Linked DNA regions of Mus musculus: regions 2, 3 and 4 are each linked to region 1. Evidence: chromatin contacts called from public promoter capture Hi-C data. All regions are on one chromosome and are shown on one strand. The core of a region is the stretch at or near the end of the contact, and the rest is flanking DNA. Distances in the headings are between cores, read along the strand shown. Region 1 holds the start of Apoa5 (apolipoprotein A-V). Region 2 holds the start of Dpagt1 (dolichyl-phosphate (UDP-N-acetylglucosamine) acetylglucosaminephosphotransferase 1 (GlcNAc-1-P transferase)). Region 3 holds the start of Trappc4 (trafficking protein particle complex 4). Region 4 holds the start of Ttc36 (tetratricopeptide repeat domain 36).

Evidence for each region. Promoter capture Hi-C pulls out the DNA fragments that hold promoters and counts their contacts. Capture Hi-C pulls out chosen DNA fragments and counts their contacts.
Region 2: a promoter capture Hi-C map of adipose tissue shows a contact between it and region 1. The contact joins the promoter of Dpagt1 here to the promoter of Apoa5 in region 1. A contact is called at or near these places in 1 of 39 promoter capture datasets (liver) and 1 of 9 other capture datasets (adipose tissue).
Region 3: a contact with region 1 is called in a promoter capture Hi-C map of pre-B cells, with 3 times the contacts expected there. The contact joins the promoter of Trappc4 here to the promoter of Apoa5 in region 1. A contact is called at or near these places in 2 of 39 promoter capture datasets (liver and pre-B cells).
Region 4: a promoter capture Hi-C map of liver shows a contact between it and region 1, with 6 times the contacts expected there. The contact joins the promoter of Ttc36 here to the promoter of Apoa5 in region 1. A contact is called at or near these places in 2 of 39 promoter capture datasets (both in liver).

What each region holds. Positions count from the first base shown.
Region 1 is chr9:46,266,399-46,270,951 of GRCm38.p6, forward strand. Apoa5 (apolipoprotein A-V) reads left to right here and starts at 2,210. Exons shown (of 4, transcript NM_080434.4): 1 at 2,210-2,221; 2 at 2,683-2,739; 3 at 2,828-2,927; 4 at 3,370-4,553. The coding sequence starts at 2,700. The coding sequence ends at 4,336.
Region 2 is chr9:44,324,372-44,328,924 of GRCm38.p6, forward strand. Dpagt1 (dolichyl-phosphate (UDP-N-acetylglucosamine) acetylglucosaminephosphotransferase 1 (GlcNAc-1-P transferase)) reads left to right here and starts at 2,444. Exons shown (of 9, transcript NM_007875.3): 1 at 2,444-2,834; 2 at 3,181-3,301; 3 at 3,582-3,795. The coding sequence starts at 2,668.
Region 3 is chr9:44,404,932-44,409,484 of GRCm38.p6, forward strand. Trappc4 (trafficking protein particle complex 4) reads right to left here and starts at 2,617. Exons shown (of 5, transcript NM_021789.2): 1 at 2,196-2,617; 2 at 1,873-2,047; 3 at 312-415. The coding sequence starts at 2,370. It overlaps Rps25 (ribosomal protein S25), which reads left to right and starts at 2,783. Exons shown (of 5, transcript NM_024266.3): 1 at 2,783-2,826; 2 at 3,057-3,152; 3 at 3,755-3,938. The coding sequence starts at 2,824.
Region 4 is chr9:44,801,133-44,805,685 of GRCm38.p6, forward strand. It overlaps Ttc36 (tetratricopeptide repeat domain 36), which reads right to left and starts at 1,819. Exons shown (of 3, transcript NM_138951.1): 1 at 1,579-1,819; 2 at 462-650. The coding sequence starts at 1,687. Kmt2a (lysine (K)-specific methyltransferase 2A) reads right to left here. Exons shown (of 36, transcript NM_001357549.2): 36 at 2,223-4,553.

The DNA.
Region 1 (4,553 bases), core at 960-3,459:
GCCTGCAACTCCAGTTCCAGGGGATCTGAAACCCTCTTCTGGCCTCCTGAGGCACCCCCCAACCCACAGACACATATATACAGATATTTAAGAACAATCTTCTAAAAAGAAAATAAAAATAAGACTAGCTGATACAGTAAGTTAGAACTGGACCAGAAGTTTACTAAAACATTATAATATAGGTTAACACATGAATATTAGGAGAAATAAATATTCAGAAAAATGTAAGATGTGTTCAGGTGTGGGCTCCTCAAGAGAGGCGTGGCTCACTGTTTTTACAGCAGTCATACATAGGACTTGGATGAGGTTTGACGTTACTATCTTATCAGTATAATAATTGATTCAAAAGTCTAGTCCATGGGGATATAGGAAAGGAGGGTACCTTTGTTGTAAACAGTGTTTGAGATTTTCAAGCAGTGTCTGGGTAAAAGCAAGGAGTCCCTGCTTGAGATTCTATCTCCGTCTCTATTTTAACATAAAGCATCTATAAAGAAAGAAATCGTAGCTATGTCAGCAGCCTTTATAGTGAATGAAAAAATAAAAATAAAAAAGGCGAAAGGAAAGGAACATGACTGATCCTAGCTCTGTGGTGGAGGAGACAGTTTATAGTAGATATATGGGAGAGCAGAGCCAGAGGTGGGGACATCTGGAAGAGACTAGACAGGCCAGACTGAGCTGGGCCACATGGGAAGAGAGGAAAGGGGGAGGGATAAGGGGGGGGGGGAGAGAGGGGTGCAGCCAGGAGGCACAAAGACACAAAAAAAGTGGGTAACCAAAATGGTTGGATTATATAGGGTAGAACAGCTCCCTGGGTTGGAGAAGCCTAGGGTAGGGGTGGAGTATGCCAGCCAGGAGGGTCCTGTAACAGGGCGAATGTGGGGGCCAGACCCACTTTGATATGTTAAATAGGCACCTCAGCCTTCTGCCCCAGTTTTGAAACCTAATGTATAGCACATGGTAATGGTGTAGGTATTCTTGCCTAGGTGAGAGGCTCCATTCTGATTCTAGAGTTCCTGTCCCCTTCAGGTCCCTGCAGTTTCCCTGTCTCAGGATTCCAAGCACACGCCTGTAATCCTGTTTTATGCCGTGTTTGAGATCAATCTCTGGACTATGTATATTTTAGGTAAGTACAGCTTACAACCCTTCTTTAACGACCCATGTGCTGGGACAGAGTGGGAAGCTTGGCAGCTTCTTTTTCTCTTCTTAGTTTTGTTGTTTGAGATAGGACCTCCCACAGCAGCCCAGACTGGCCTCAAACTTACAATTCTCCTGCCTCAGCCTCCCCAGTGCCGTGATTATAGGCAGACATCCCCCTGTGCCTGAGAGGTAAGTGGATCGAGGATGGCAGAAGTTTTGTGTGGAGACAAGGGAGGAGGCTGAACTGGTCACGGTGAAGGGCAGAGGGAAGTTCTGAGGAAAGTGACGGGAACAGCGTGTGGGTGGAGGCAGGGGGACCGACTGGAGGTTGAAGAGAAAGGATGAAGCACTCAGGTATGTCCATGCAAGCCTATGGAAGAAGCTTGTCATAAGAGAAACATCTGGGCTTCCCGGCTTCCCTCCTCGGAAGCTCAAGGGGGTGGAGCCCAGCCTTCCCTGTGAGGGAAGACTCTTGAGGGGACTAACTTCTGATACCCAAAGTCTCTGACCCAGATGCAGCTTGCCCCATCCATCTTCAACAGGACCTGACTTCTCCAGCTCAATCCTGGAGACACTTATACTCTAGGCGCCATAGGTCTGTAACCCTGTAAGTACTGGCTCTTCTCAGGCTGTCACAGTGGCCATGGTGGGACAAGTAAGGCCAGCCCAGGCTCTAGCCAGTCCTGGACACTGTCCCTCTGGCCAGCTGGCTAGTGCAGAAGGCGCTGGGGAGTTAAGTAAAGGCAGGGCCCGCAGTGGACAGACAAGCAGTGTTCATTGGCTGGCCAGTCATTCAGTAAGTGGGGCGGTTGCTGGTCACAGGATTTGGGGGGTGGGTTCTGCCCACACTTAGTAAAGGCTCGAGGGAGCCACTTGTCTACTGGGGCAGCCCCCCTGAGGCTGGGGAGCTTACTAACCCCAACAGTGCCAGGAGAAGGGGAAAAGGTGAGTGTGCTAGTAACCAGCTGGGGTCATCCTTCTTTGACCCTCCACGTGGTGTTTGCTCAGAGGAATTGTTGTCAGACTCCCTGGCGCCTAGAGTATAAAGTAAGAGTGTCTGCTCTCTGTGCCCAGAACCGAGCAGGTGAGCTTACATGGCACAGGGATGGTGGGGGTGGGGTGGCAGCAAAGGTAGGAGAGAGCTGCAGATACAGGCTAGCAGAAATTGTGTGTACCAGTCCTCATCCCTAAAAGGGGCTCGGAGGCAGGAAGACAGGCAAACGAGGGAGCTAGATTGCATTGAGGTGGGTGGGTCATCTCTCTAGGGCAGCCTGAGTTCCAGGTTCCCTACTTTGTGACCGAGGTAAGGAGCAATCCAACCCTGTTGTCTGAGGAAGTCATCTCTTCCCTCCTGCCTCACTCCCCCACCCCCAGTCCCCGCAAGTGCCTAGTTCAGTTCTCTGGAGCTTTTGACATGATGTTACCTACACACTGGGGAAGGGTTATCGGGATTTGGGGCAGGCACCCCCTAGACCAGGCTTCCTAGATCTAGTCCCTGGCTTTGCCTCTCCTCCTGATCAAGCCTTCATCTACCTTCCTTCTCAGGGGCCATCGTGGAAAGCATGGCTGCAGTCATCACTTGGGCCCTCGCCCTCCTCGCAGGTGGGTCTTCTGGCCCACTGCAGTGTGGGTTTGGGATGGAGGATGGGCTGAGGGGCCTGGCCCTTAACTGTCTCATCTTCCTCTGCAGTGTTCGCAAGCACTCAGGCACGGAAGAGCCTCTGGGACTACTTCAGCCAAAACAGTTGGAGCAAAGGCGTGATGGGCCAGCCACAGAAGCTGGCACAGGAGTAAGTAGCCTGGGCAAGGCTGTGCTGAGGGCACGAGACAGCCCTACTGTGGGATGATCCCTTGGCTCTGTGGTTAACATGGAAGCTGAAGGAACCAGCCCTGCCTATAGAACCAAACACACCTCAGTCATCTTGGGCACCCTCTTGTCCAAGTTTCTCCTGCCCATGGCACCTGAGATTAGCATGCCACAGAATGACAAGATGGTGTGAATCTTGGCGTGTGTGTGTGACACCTTCTTGGATGGTATTGTAAGACCGAATGCCATTTTGTGTTCTGAATGTAACAATGAAGTTGGCTGGGGTCAGGACTAAAGACCAGGCTCTGGGGCCACTCCTCCTGTCCTGGCTTCTGCAAAATATTAGTGTCCCACAGCTTTGGGGAAAGGGAGATTTCAATGCTAGCAGTCTAATGGCCTGATTCTCTGTCTTTCTCCTTCTCCAGGAACCTGAAAGGCAGCTTCGAGCAAGACCTCTACAATATGAACAATTACCTAGAAAAGCTGGGACCCTTGAGAGGGCCTGGGAAGGAGCCTCCTCTGCTGGCCCAGGACCCAGAAGGCATTCGGAAACAGCTGCAGCAGGAGCTGGGGGAAGTGAGCTCGCGCCTGGAGCCCTACATGGCTGCGAAGCACCAGCAGGTAGGCTGGAACTTGGAGGGCCTGAGGCAGCAGTTGAAACCCTACACGGCGGAGCTGATGGAGCAGGTGGGCCTGAGTGTGCAGGAGCTGCAGGAGCAGCTGCGCGTGGTGGGAGAAGACACCAAGGCTCAGCTCCTGGGGGGCGTGGACGAGGCGCTGAACCTGCTGCAGGACATGCAGAGTCGAGTGCTGCACCATACCGACCGAGTCAAAGAGCTCTTCCACCCTTACGCAGAACGCTTGGTGACTGGAATTGGGCACCACGTGCAGGAGCTGCACCGCAGTGTCGCTCCTCACGCAGCTGCCAGCCCCGCGCGACTCAGTCGCTGCGTGCAGACTCTGTCCCACAAACTCACACGTAAGGCGAAGGACCTGCACACCAGCATCCAACGCAACCTGGACCAGCTGCGCGATGAGCTCAGTGCCTTCATCCGCGTCAGCACAGATGGGGCGGAAGATGGAGATTCCCTGGACCCTCAGGCTCTCTCCGAGGAGGTCCGCCAGAGACTGCAGGCTTTTCGGCATGACACCTACCTGCAGATTGCTGCATTTACTCAGGCCATTGACCAGGAGACAGAGGAAATTCAGCACCAGCTAGCCCCACCCCCGCCTAGCCACAGCGCCTTCGCTCCTGAGCTGGGACACTCAGACAGTAATAAGGCCCTGAGCAGACTGCAGAGCCGACTGGACGACCTGTGGGAAGATATTGCCTATGGCCTTCAAGACCAGGGTCATAGTCATTTGAGTGACCCTGAGGGTCACTCCGGTTAACCCTCCAGCTCATTGTCTGGACCCTGAGCCGCTAGCATGGTCTATTAGGCAGAGGGTGGAGGGTCCTGCACACCACCAAAGGTGCTGCTGTCCCAACCTACCCAGCCTCCTCAACTCCCCTACTCAGGGGCATTACACTCAGTAGGCTTTGCAAACCCAGCTTCTGGTACTCATTTGGCAATCCTAAGTAGCAAGAGTGAGGTGACAGGAGTGGGAG
Region 2 (4,553 bases), core at 1,194-3,693, 1.9 Mb before region 1:
AGACTTTGCAGAGCTCTCTCACGGTCCTTTTACACTGCCGGAAACGCATCTGAGCTAGGCTTTGTCAGGCAGTTGATTTAATAGTAGGTTGGCCTTGCTTGCTGGGAGGCACTCAAGACTGCTGAGTTGTGTGCTCTCTACTCGGCACAGGGAAAACAGGACAACTCAGCAGATTCGGGAGTTCCAGAGACACCACTTCAGGATTCAGGCCCATGCTTTCAACCATTACCAGGAAAGCCACAACATTCCAAGTGAGCCAGGTGGAGCACTATCGCCCCGGAAGCAAAATGATTCAGATTATATGACAAATATCCACATATCCTCTTCTGATGGACCAGACACATAAATCCCTAGTGCCTGGTCTTTAAACAAGTTCTCACCCCTCCTAGGTGGCTGGTGGATGAGATAGTGGTCTCTGAGAAGAAAGAAACAAAGAGATTTTAGGGCTTTAAGCCAGCTTGGAAAAGAAGCTTGATTAGAATTGGCCTCCAAATAAAAATAATAGTAATAAAAAAATAAATAAAGATACAGACTGTCCCTCACACCTCCAGGGAGTCTCAGCTACTCCTGATCAACAGGATAGCTGAATGCTCCCTCCTCTGGGGATTTCATTAGCTCCTCCCCCCCACCTGCTCTGTGTAGCTCAGCCTCCCAGTTTGGAAGACCCTTCCCCTCCAACTATGGAAATGTTGTGAGCTAATATCCCTCCCTCCCTTCCTCCCTCTCACATCCGCGTGCACTCCAATCCCTCTCTCTCTTTTTTTTTTTTTTACTCACTCATCATGCATGATGATGCCTGGTACACAGGTCTCTTTGTGTCCTATGCCTCAGGGGACACCAGAGGAGAGGAAAACATTTGCCTCCCTGATGTTGGCTTGCATGTGTTACACATACAAGAAAAACAAAACTTACTATACTATCCAGTAAAGTGTATTTGGGACATAGATGGGGCTTTTAATGTTAATAAGAGCCATCTCCAAGTTGAATGGACATTGAATACCTGACTTTCAGAAAAAGGAACCTAAGAAGTTCTTCTTCTTCTTCTTCTTTTTTTTTTTTTTTTTTTTTTTTTTTTTGGTTTTTCGAGACAGGGTTTCTCTGTGTAGCCCTGGCTGTCCTGGAACTCACTCTGTAGACCAGGCTGGCCTTGAACTCAGAAATCCACCTGCCTCTGCCTCCCAAGTGCTGGGATTAAAGGCGTGGGCCACCACCACCCGGCTTTTTTTTTTTTTTTTTTAGATTTATTATATGTAAGTACACTGTAGCTGTCTTCAGACACACCAGAGGAGGGCGTCAGATCTCATTACGGATGGTTGTGAGCCACCATGTGGTTGCTGGGATTTGAACTCAGGACCTTCGGAAGAGCAGACTTAACCACTGAGCCTACTCTCCAGCCCTTAAGAAATTCTTTGACCTAAGTAGTGTCAACTTCACCCTGATTCTAGGAGTATGCTGTAATTCAAAAGGGGATGGACAAAACGCCATGTTATTGTCAACTCCCTAACTCTCTGTGGTGGATTCCTCTCTGAGGAAAACATTTGCCACCTAAGGGATCAATATTCCAGTGAACTGCTGTACTACTAGCGTGTACAGGTGTCAAAAGGCAAGTAAGTGACTGGGAGGAAGAAACTTGACTGGGAGGAAACCCACAAGCTCACTGGAGGTATGGACAAGCTCTCCTGCCTCGTTAGTTATTTGCAATGCGTCGGTTTCTGTCTATTTGGAAAGCGTTGGCACAGTGCTGTGATCCAACATCAAGTTTTAATCCCTGCTTTAATCGAAGACCTGAAAGCTCAAACAGTTTCCTCCTGGCGAAATGCAGCGGTAGGTTGCCCAGCAACAAACTGCTATAGTGGAGGCAGAAGGTGGGTGGGTTGTGGGAAAAGTACCTGGATCATGAACAAGAAAAAGGGCGGGAGGGGCTTTTCGAGTGTCTGAGCTTCCCAGGTTTTAAAAACCCTCCAGATTGTTCCTGAGTTTCTGGAACCAGTGTTTACGTCGGCAACAGTTTTCCTGCAAAGAGCGGGTGTGCTTCCACACTCTCATTCTTCCTGACCACGGCCAGCTCTCAGTAGCCATATTTCCAGCCCCAGGGCATCCCAGACTAAGCTCAGGCTGCTAGCCCTTTAAACCCGACCTGCGAGGGAGACGACGTGGAACCACAGAACTAGCGGTGTCAGCCACGTGGTACGAGGAAGCGTTCATGTTGGAACTGGGCAAAGCCTATTTCCACTCTGAGCTGCACAATATGATTGTTTCGAGAGTATCCACGTTCTTGTATTTTCTTCAGTTGAGTTTTCAAAAACGCTAATGGTACCACTCCTTTAGAACTAAAGCTTTGTTTAAAATAACACTACCGGTCCGGCTACAGTGCCCGTTTTAAAAATGGTGCTTCGGTCTTCAGCAGCGATAGTTCTTTCGCAATTAAGATCCGGGTGGAAACAATGGGTAGGTGCAGCGGGGCAGAGCCGAGGTTGCTTCCTAAGAGCTTCTTGCTGGTCAGGAGGGAGGGTCAGGTCCTAGCGTCCTAGCTGGGTTTTGTTCCCGCTGGCGCCGGAATCCTCTGCGGGTTGGGAGCCGCACTGCCGGCTGCCGAGGCCACGGGATTGTTCCTGGCTTACCAGTTAGCTGAGTAGGCGGCGGGGCGGCGGCCACCGGAGGGTCACCATGTGGGCCTTCCCGGAGTTGCCCCTGCCGCTGCCGCTGCTGGTGAATTTGATCGGCTCGCTGTTGGGATTCGTGGCTACAGTCACCCTCATCCCTGCCTTCCGTAGCCACTTTATCGCCGCGCGCCTCTGTGGCCAGGACCTCAACAAGCTCAGCCAGCAGCAGATGTGAGTAACCGCACGCGAGTGTCCTGGGTTGGGGGGGGGGGGGGCAGGATTGTGCAGAACAGGGGCAAGGACTGAGATGCTTGGCTTTGCACTAGCCGGAAAGCTAACCTAGGCACCCAGAACTCTGGGAGGTCATTAAAGTTGTCTATCCTTGGGAAGGACGGAATGGAACTGTTGGGTGTCAGGAGTTGTAGAGGGGTAGGTATCCTTTGCCCTGTGCACGCTCTCCCTACTCCCCAACAAACAAAATCCTGAGAAGGCCACTTTGGTTTACTGGGACCCCTACTATTGTGAGTGACCACGCCCCTTTCTTCTTCCTCCTCCACCCTTTCCCGCTGGGCCGCAGCCCAGAGTCCCAGGGAGTGATCAGCGGTGCTGTTTTCCTTATCATCCTCTTCTGCTTCATCCCTTTCCCCTTCCTGAACTGCTTCGTGGAGGAGCAGTGTAAGGCATTCCCCCACCATGAAGTAAGTGCACCAGTGGGGAAGTTATTAGCGGGCTGGCTGGGGCCGGGCACTTGAGTTGGGGTTATTTGGATTTGGGAAAAGGATGCTTGTGGCCACAACCATAGAGACAGGAATTCTTGGACTGGTGATATAGCTCGGTGGTAGAGCGCTTTCTCAGTATGTGAGTATGTGCAAGGACCCGGCGTTCAATCACCAACTCCGAAAAAAAAAATGGAAAAGACAGGAATTCTTGACAGAGTAGAAGTAGGTGTGAGTCATTACGTGCCCACTTCTCCCCCAGTTTGTGGCCCTAATAGGTGCCCTCCTTGCCATCTGCTGCATGATCTTCCTGGGGTTTGCTGATGATGTCCTCAATCTCCGCTGGCGCCACAAGCTGCTGCTGCCCACAGCTGCCTCACTACCTCTCCTCATGGTCTACTTCACAAACTTTGGCAATACAACCATCGTGGTGCCCAAGCCCTTCCGCTGGATTCTGGGCCTGCATTTGGACTTGGGTGAGTAACCTTGCCACTACTGCCCCTGTGGCACCTACTTTCTGGTACCCTTGCCTCTGAGGTCCCAATAGAGGACCCCTCCTGGTGGTCCATATCCCCATCAACCATTTCTTTTCTGTCCTTGTATCTACTTTCTCTCTTTTCCCTCCTTCTTCCCTATCTCTTATTTCCTTCCTGTTTCAAGGAAGTCATGCTTGCACTAAGACTTATTATCAAAGCTTTTCCTGTCTCTGTTTTGTATTTAAAACAAAAACAAAAACAAAAAAACAAAACAGGGTCATAGGGCTGATGAGATGGCTTAGCGGGTAAGAGCACTGACTGCTCTTCCGAAGGTTTGGAGTTCAAATCCCAGCAATCACATGGTGGCTCACAACCACCTGTAATGAGATCTGACACCATCTTCTGGTGTGTCTGAAGACAGCTACAGTGTACTTATCTTTGGGCCATAGCAAGCAGGGACTGAGGGAACAGGGTTGACCTGAGAGAGCAGAGGTCCTAAGTTCAATTCCCAACAACCAGATGAAGGCTCACAACTATCTGTACAGCTACAGTGTATACATAAAATAACAAATACATATACATAAAAATAAATAAATCTTTAAAAAACAAAACAAACAGGGTCACACACTAAATTGCCTTGAACTTATTTAGCCCTGGCAGGCCTTAAACAGGTAATCCTCCTGTCCCAGCCTTCCAAGTAGTTAGAATTATAGGCCTGAGCTACTAGACCTTGCCTATTTGGATCCTTTCTGGTGTTC
Region 3 (4,553 bases), core at 1,367-3,866, 1.9 Mb before region 1:
CGCATGCCTTTAGTCCCAGCACTTAGGAGGCAGAGGCAGGTGGATTTCTGAGTTCAAGGCCAGTCTGGTCTACAGAATAAGTTTCAGGACAGCCAAGGGCTGCATAGAGAAAGAAACCCTGTCTCAAAAAAACAAAAAAAGAAAAAAACAAAAAACCAAGAGTGGCTTTGTAAAAATGGGTGTGTTGTACATGTGTGCCCGGGAAACCTGACACCATCCCTGTTGTTTACCTAAGCTTTCTCGGGTCAGTCCCTTGGTCCATACTGGACTAATGTGCTCCATCTATCCCTATGACCTCTGTAGGCACATACCTGTCAGTGTTTGGAAGCAGTGCAGTTTGAAGGTGTCTGTTTCCAGCATCTCAATGCCTGAACTGCCCTGTTCCGGAGATAGCTGGGAACCAATGGCAAAGAGCCTGTATGCAAAAGAGGTAAAGTTGGGAATGCACCATGTGACATGAAGGGAAAGTCCTCAACCTTTTCCACTCAAGTACCCAATCTTTGGAGGAATTCACTTTCCAGGGCCAGTCAGGAGAAATACTGTGAACAGTCTAGCAGGAGTGTCAACATTTCTTTTAGGTTTATCTCCCTTCTGTACACACTATATCTTATACACTTTGCTACAAAACATTGTTTCCCTAAGATTTATTTAATTTTTATTTACCATCTCACTTAGTCACCTGGTGACAGAGAAGTCACTCCATCTCTAGCCGCCTCTGTAGGCTGCTTTATGTAGCAATAAAAACTAAAAATGGGCTTATGGAAGTGTATGAGTGTTTTTGCCTGCATGGATGCATGTGTACCACATATGTGCCTGGTGACTATGGAAGCCAGAAGAAGCCATCACGTCCCTTCCAATAGGAGTTGGTTGTGAGCCACCATGTGGATGCTAGCTCTCTGCAAGAACAGCAAACACCAAACCATTTCTTCAGCCCCAAACTGAAACATGTTATACTAAACGTGTTAGCTAAAGCCAACATGCTACGGAATACGTACCTTATTAGTTCATGGCTACTGCTATGTCAACACACCTTACACTACAGGCAGTCACAGGAAGACTTTCTTTCTTTCTCTTTTTTTTTTTTTTTTTTTTGAGACAGGGTTTCTCTGTGTAGCCATGGCTGTCCTGGAACTCACCCTTATAGACCAGGCTGGCCTCAAACTTAGAAATCCGCCTGCCTCTGCCTCCCAAGTGCTGGGATCAAAGGCATGCGCCACGCCCGGCTACAGAAAGAATTTCAATGTCCACTTAATTTAATTATCTAATTAAGTGGTGGTGGTGGTGATTGGCACACGCCTTTAAACCCAGCGCTTGGAAGGCAGAGAGAAGTGGATCTCTGAGTTTGAGGCTAGGCTGGTCTACAGAGTGAGTTCCAAGACAACCTAGTCTTCCACTAGCAGCCTTTGGATTAAGACATAGAACTCTCAGCTCCTCCTGCGTCATGCCTGCCTGGATACTGCCATGCTCTCACCTTGATGATAATGGACTGAACCTCTGAACCTGTAAGCCAGCCCCAATTAAATGTTTTTTATAAGACTTGCCTTGGTCATGGTGTCTGTTCACAGCAGTAAAACCCTAATACAGAAGTTGAAGAGAAACCCTATCCCCCCCAAATTTTTTTTTTTCAAAAATTCAATTACCTTATGTTAATGATGAAGAAACTAGGGTCAAGAGGACAAGACCTGACTGGGCAAAAATCAAACTACCTCAAACCTGGCTATAGTTGACATTTCTTCATAAAAAGAGTTCAGCCACTTAAAGAGGTACACAGTAATTGTACCTCTTTAAGTACACAAAGAAACACTTTAGCCGGCCTAGAGACAGATGCACTAGTCAGGGGAGGAAATGTTTAAAAGGGGTAGGGAAACTTACGAGTGGAACATCGAGGCCAGCATAAGCTTCTCGTTAGAGGTAAGGCGGGGCCGGCCGAATCGGATGGAAACCGGGTAATTCGCAGGGTTACCCAGATACTCCAGCACTTCTTTCCCGTCAGCCGTGTACTTGCCATTCACGTCCATGCCATTGATGGCCAACACTGCATGGCCCACTACAAGAAGAGTGGCTAAGGATCAGAGATGGCCCGGGCCACTCCCCGCCCCGCTTACTCCCACTCCCATTCTTTCACTCTCACTCCCACTCCCACCCCGCACCAGCCCACTTCCGCAGCGCCAGCCCCGCCCTCGAGCCCGGCCCACCCCGGATGCCGTCGCGCTGGCCGAAAGCGACCAGCACGCGTTCGTCGTGCAGTTTCAGCAGCAGGTCCAGCGGGTAACTGAAAGTCTTCTCAGCCTCAGCCCGTGGCGAATAGCTGTCCCACTGGTAAATCAGGCCGCCGGCTTTGTTCACCACGTACACGCTAAAAATCGCCATCACTGTGCTACGGATAGGGTACTACGATCCCGCCCCTTCCAGGCGCTCCAGTCCCGGAACTGGTGTCATAGCCTCGCCTCTGCTCTCCCTCCTGCGGCCCTCCCCCCTCCTAAAGCGCACGCGCAAGCCAAGGCCCCCATTGCTTTAACAAACACATTTCTGGGAACTGGCCTACTGTATTTCTCAGTGACAGAGCAGAGAATTAGTGGCTGTTGGGTGACCCGCAGCAAAGTGCAGCAATTTTACGACCAGTCTCAGAGTTTGCAGGTTGGAAGTCACGCCCCCTATCCCATCCCACAAGAGGCGGAGTTTAGCCAAGACGTGGCTCCACCCATTGCCCCGGAAGTACTCTCTCGAGGCAGAGGTTTCTGGGATTGTTGGGCCACCGGGCTTCCTTTTTTTCCGACATCTTAGCGAGGCTGCTGTGGTCTACACGACTCTCTGAGCTTCGCCATGGTAAGGCCCGCGAGGGTTGAGCAGTGGGGTTCAGAGGATCGGGCGGTGCTGGGGGGAGGTGGAGGCGACCCTACACGGACTGCTTCGTGACCCGCGGGCCTGCCTCTCCGGGCGGCTGCCGCCATCGTGTCCATGTGCTCCGGCGGCGGCGCCTGGGTGGGTGAAGGGCTGCGATCGGGGTGCATGGGACCACCATGTGACTGGCCTGCACTCCCGCTTTCTTCCCCTAGCCTCCCAAAGACGACAAGAAGAAGAAAGATGCCGGAAAGTCGGCCAAAAAGGATAAAGACCCAGTAAATAAATCTGGTGGCAAGGCCAAGAAGAAGGTAGGCGATAGCTATTTGTAATGGGAATCTGTGGGACCTGTCGTGAACTTGTGCTGTAAGTTTTTCCCCAGATACCGAATTCTAAAATCACATAGTCACTTTAAGAATACAGTGGTGTAATACTTTTATAAAGTAATGGTATTAAACCTTATTAATGTTACGACCCTTTTAAGATGGTTCCCCTTTTGACCACCAGCTGTGAAATTACTATTTGTTTTTTCAAGATGGGTTTCTCTGAATAGCCCTGACTGTCCTGAACTCACTCTGTAGACCAGGCTGGCCTCGAACTTAGAAATCTGCCTGCCTCGGCCTCCCGAGTGCTGGGATTAAAGGCATGTGCCACCACTGCCCAGCTCATGAAATTATTTTTTTTTTTATGAAATTATTTTTGTTGTTGCTACTTAATAGTTTTGCTACTGCTATGAACTGTAAGGCATATGTCTGGTCTTCAGGGTATCTGATAGCGACTCCAAAGTTGCCAATGCAATAAGCCAAGAAGTCTCTAATTTCCCTGAGATGATCGTGACAGAGCTTTCTCAGATGCTTGATGTTAGGGAGCAAAGGGATGGTTCTGACTGGTTCTCATTTGTTTTGATGAGCAGAAGTGGTCCAAAGGCAAAGTTCGGGACAAGTTGAACAATCTTGTCCTGTTCGACAAAGCGACATACGACAAGCTCTGTAAGGAGGTTCCGAACTATAAGCTTATTACTCCAGCCGTGGTCTCTGAGAGACTGAAGATTCGCGGTTCCTTGGCCAGGGCAGCCCTTCAGGAGCTCCTTAGTAAAGGTAGGTGATGTGCCCTTGTTCTTACCAGTGCATTGTCTTGTTGGGAGCAGTATGACTGGAAAGACTTATGAAGGATAGACTGACTTCCAGAGTCTTAAGTTTTAGTAACTTCAGTGTCCTGCATTCCTTTGCAGTCCTTGAATTCCTGGCCCTTTTTATTTATTTATTTATTGCTTCTCCGTTAATTGGGATTAAAGTCCAGAGTACCACCTTGCCTTGTTATTTTGGAATGCCATCTCACTTTGTTGTCCGGGCAAATTATTCTCCTGCCTCTGGTGGGATTTTTTTTGTTTGTTTGTTTTTTTGTTTTTCGAGACAGGGTTTCCTCTGTGTAGCCCTGGCTGTCCTGGAACTCACTCTGTAGACCAGGCTGGCCTTGAATTAAGAAATCTGCCCGCCTCTGCCTCCCGAGTGCTGGGATTAAAGGCGTGCGCCACCACGCCCGGCTTGGCTATAGTTTTAAGTACATAAACTTAGCAGATAGGATCTAGGTGTTGTTACAAGTATAAACTATGGTCCTTAACATAGAGGTGGTGGCCCCTTAAGTCTGTGCCAAGGATGTGGAAGAGTTTGTGTAGTTACTCCTGTAACCACAACACTTCCATGGCAAAATGG
Region 4 (4,553 bases), core at 569-3,068, 1.5 Mb before region 1:
CACCTGGGTTCCTATTCTAGCTCAGCCACTTCTTGGCTGGAGGATGACGAGGAAGCTACTCAACCTCTGTATTCTTCCTTTTCTTCGACTTTATGATGAAATGACAATACATACCCTCTGGGGTGGGGGGTCATAAGGATTGTTACTACAACCTTGTGGTGTGCATAATGCCTAGTTCCCAGTAACTGCTAGACAAACATTTTATCCTCATGCCCTGCTCTTCAAGCCTACTGCTGCCTAGAAGGCTTTTATTAAGTCCATGAGCAGAATGCAGCCTCTTGATTCTCATATAGTCTCATGAAGCTAGCAGAACCCATACTGTCTTGAATTTTATAGGTAAGAACATAGATGTCAGGGAGTTTAGTGTCTCTGTTTCTCTGCTCTCCACCCACAACCAACTCATCTCTGCCCTTCATGGGAGGGGTCCTTTCTGTGGAGGATCTCTGGTGTTTTCCCCTCACCTGCTACATCCCCCTGGAGCCGCCGGGCTTGGGCTCGGTTGTTGTAGGCAGAGGCTCTGTCAGGTAGCAGGCTAATGGCTTGGCCAAACTTCTCCAGTGCTGTGTGGAGGTCTCCAGCTTCTGCCGCCCTCACTCCCTGCAACTCCAGGGCCTTGGAGTGCTCCAACTGTGCTTGAGGGAAAACTCCATCTGCACCAGGGGAGAAACAGGCATGTGTATGGTAGGGAAGAAAACGGAAAGTCACCTTGGACTTTGGCATTCTGACCCCCAAATGAGCTGACCAGGTGTGGGTGTGGGTGCAGAGTCAGGGATAGTAGCTGAGGTCAGTAAAACCGAATTCTAACATTGCTAAAAGACCTGAGAAAGAGGCACTGGGTGGTTCTCCTTGGCTAAGAGAAGCTCAACAACTTGTTCAGTGGTGACTCGCTCTAGACCACAGGCCCAGGGTGTGGCGCTTAGATCTGAACCCGGTTCTTCAGCTTTTTGGCTTCTTCTCGTTTTGCTTTACATACTCGGACACAAAGGCCACCAAACCCATCCCAGGTCATGAAAATGACTCTAGATGTTTTTCAGTTTCTCACTCTAAAGCTTCAGTGCAGCTAAGGCTTACCTCCTGCAGAAACAAAGCCCCCCAGACATCATTATTAGGCAATGGGCCATGCTGTTCCCCTGGAAGAGCTAGCTCCATGTCTAGCTTATAACAATGTGTAACAAATGAAGCTCTGCCTGCTGTCAGGATGGGCCAACCAAGCCACCATCCCGCCCTGTTTGCCTTCCATCCTTGCTGTGGAGAGGGTGGGTGTGATGTTCAAAATGTCAAATATTTCAGGGGTTGACTTAAGCCAGCACAGATAAGCTTGGATCATGGAAGATTTTTAGTTGTAGGCTTAGAGGTATGGGACTGAATGACAGAGAGAAACTCTGGCTTTCTCTTGGGAGATTCACCCCTGCCAACACCTGACCCACACTTTGAAATTCAGAGGACCTCTCAGACTCCAGTCTCTGAAATAACCTGCAAGGGTAGAACGAGGGTTCCGGCCTCACCATGTCCTGTAGGAAATCTCAGGGGCCTGCCAGGCAGCCTATGGAGGGGTAGACACCAATGTCAAAGGCTCACCTTCATCTCCCTCCTCTGCTTCTTCCAGGTCCAATCCAACAACATCTCCAAAGGGGGTATCAGGGTTGAAGATGGCCTGCAACACTGCCTGATCATTTGGAGTCCCCATGGCTCCTAGGGCCCAAGTGGTAACTCAGTGGGTGAAGGAAGATGGTGGGGACAGGGTAGAGCCTCCAGCTGGCAGATGCTGTGAACGGAGGAGGTTCTGTTTGGGGACCGCCTCAGGTACAGAGGTGTGCCTTCCAATCCTTAGTCCAGCCTCAGTGGCCAGGGTTACTGACCTGGCAGGGTGGTTTTTCAGTATTTCCCAACCGCACCCCCACCCCCAACACAGAATAAACAAATCCTGTTTCAGCTTTAAGGTGGAGCAGAGATGGAAATTATGCTTTCACTTTATTAAAGTCTGTTTAAAGATCACTACTTAACCTCCTATTAAACGAGTTAGGCAAACAGTAACACAGCCCTTCTACCCAGAACCTCTGAGGTCCTGGATATACTTCAGTGCTCACTGAAGGTCACTCCAGACAAGGGACTGGTTGAGTGATTCCATCTTAAAGAAGGGAGGCTGGAAGGCATTAGGTAACCCATTGACAAGCCCCTCCCTCCCCCACTCCACCCCCAAGGCCAAAGGAAGCTCAGCAGAGTGCAGCAATAAACTTGACATGTTTATTAATTAAACTATCACTTAAATAAAAAAAAGTGCATAGAAAATAAACATGTTTAAAAACTCCTTTTTTTGTTTTTACAACTATGTACACTTTTTACTTTTACATTCAGTCTTTCGTAGAGAGCTTTCAGCATTATTATTTTTTGAATATTAAAGTATTTTCCTTCATCCCTGTCTCAGGGAGTTAACACTGATGGGCTTCAGACACGTTTTCCTTCCCCCCCCCCACTTTGTCTCTAACCAGAAGCTTGGAAGAACACAAGGAAAAAAAGGGAAGCAAACAAAACAAACAAAAAACCCCCAAAAGATCCATTGTACATGACACAGCTGTAGAGAAATGTCTTATTCTAGAAATGAAGCTTGCCACTGTTCAGCTCATGAAACAATTATTCAACTACCTGTATTTGCTAAGGAGACTGTTAAAGTTCAAGAAAAGAAACACCACAAATCTATTTTTTTTTCTTGGTTGAAAGACAGAACTAGTGTACCCCAGAACAAGATACCAGAAAGCACAGAACACAATTTTCCCCTAGATGCAGGTGGTGACCCCAACATTCATAACCGGAAGTAGACGAGGAGTACAGGTACCGACTGGCAACGTCCACAGGCAGGAAGAAGCCAGGTGAGAGCAGATCTGCTCTGCACGCTCCTCTCGGGACAGGCGGGCGTCTGTCATCCGTATGTGGAGTCAGCACCACCGTCACTGTCACTGGGAGCCTGACATTTCCCTGCCCCACTAGCAACTGTAGCACAATCCTTATCTATAGTGTTAAGAGAAGTAAAAGCCATGGACTGAACTAGGCTTTGTTACAATGGTGCATTCCTATATTAGTTCCTATATATATATATATTTATATTTATTTGAAAACCAAAACAAACAAACAAAAAGGTTGCAAGTTTTCAGAGTGTGAGACTTGACTGGTATTCATGATTCGGCACAAAACTATCTGTTCAATAACTTTGTATTGCTTTAAAATGAAGGAAAGGAAACGTAAAATTACACCCAGCCCTTTGCAATGACCCGCTTTTCCTTAAAAAACAACAACAACAACAACAACAATAACAACAAAAAACAACTTGGTTTCTATGAAAAAGAATCCCAAATCCAATAAAAGTTAACATCAGATGAGGCTGTGACCTCTAGTATTTTCAGGTATTTGATTGAGCGTCAGTCCTTTAGAAAGATACATTCATTAAAAGATTTTTTTGTGTATGTGTGTTGTATTTTTTTATTTTATTTTATTTTAAGTTTTTTTTTTTTCTTCTTTTCTTCTTTTTTTAAATCAAGGTTGCTGCATGGTGCTTATTGGATTGGCCGGGGTTTGACAGAGGTGAGCTGGGTCCTGAAAAAGGAGTTTGGGTTGAAAACCTAAGAAGTGCCAGGGCTTCCTCCTTAATTGTGATTGGTTTAAAAACAGGGAGGGGTTGTGCTGGACATGGGCAGCACTGAGGGAGCCCAGGGACCAAGTTCCGACCAAAGGGTCAGCGCCATGCAGCTATTCTGGTTACACAGTTGTCACTGCCACCAGGAAACGCAGCCACAACAGGTTCTAGCAGCAAAGCCGGAACCCTCGAGGTCCGCAGCTGTCACTCCTGAGGCGGTGGGTTGCCCCTTGGGGGATTCTTGGGAATGACCCAGCGCAAAGTCCTCAACCTGCACTTTTGTGCGGAGGTTCTCTTGGTCACTTTCAAAACAAAGCAGATGTGTTTTGGAGACAGCTGTGCCTTCTGTTTTGTTGCCTTCTCTCCCGCTTGTGGGGATACTCTGGCTTATCCCCCAAGTTGCTGGCAGGTATGCTGAATTTTGGCAATGGACTCAAGGCTGAGCTGAAAGAGGAATTTCTCGTTTCTGTGGTTGACAGTGAGTGGGAGGGCAAGGCAAACCAGCTGGAGGAGGAGGAAAGGTGGGTTCCCCCCGTCCTCAGGGATTGGGGTTGTAGGAAGAGGATGAGGAGGGGGCTCACAGTACAGCATGGCCTAGCAGGGCAGTGACTAGGTCTGTTAGCTGAGTTCCCCCCACCCTCTGACTGGCCTTTGGGTCTCTCAGGATGAACGCATGACCCATCAGTGCATTTAATCTTTCAGTAACAAATGCAGCTTACATTTTTTCATAAAAAAAAATTAGGAATACAAGGATTTACAAAAAAACCTCACACAGTGCAATAAGAAGGAAACCAGACACTAGTGAAACCCCTTGGGCCACTGCGTCTTGTTCATGGGCAAAGGAGGGTAGGAGGTGAGGTCTGGGTAGAGTGCTTTTCCCCAGTCCCCTGCTGGCACTTCTCCATGATGACAAGGAAATCTCTGC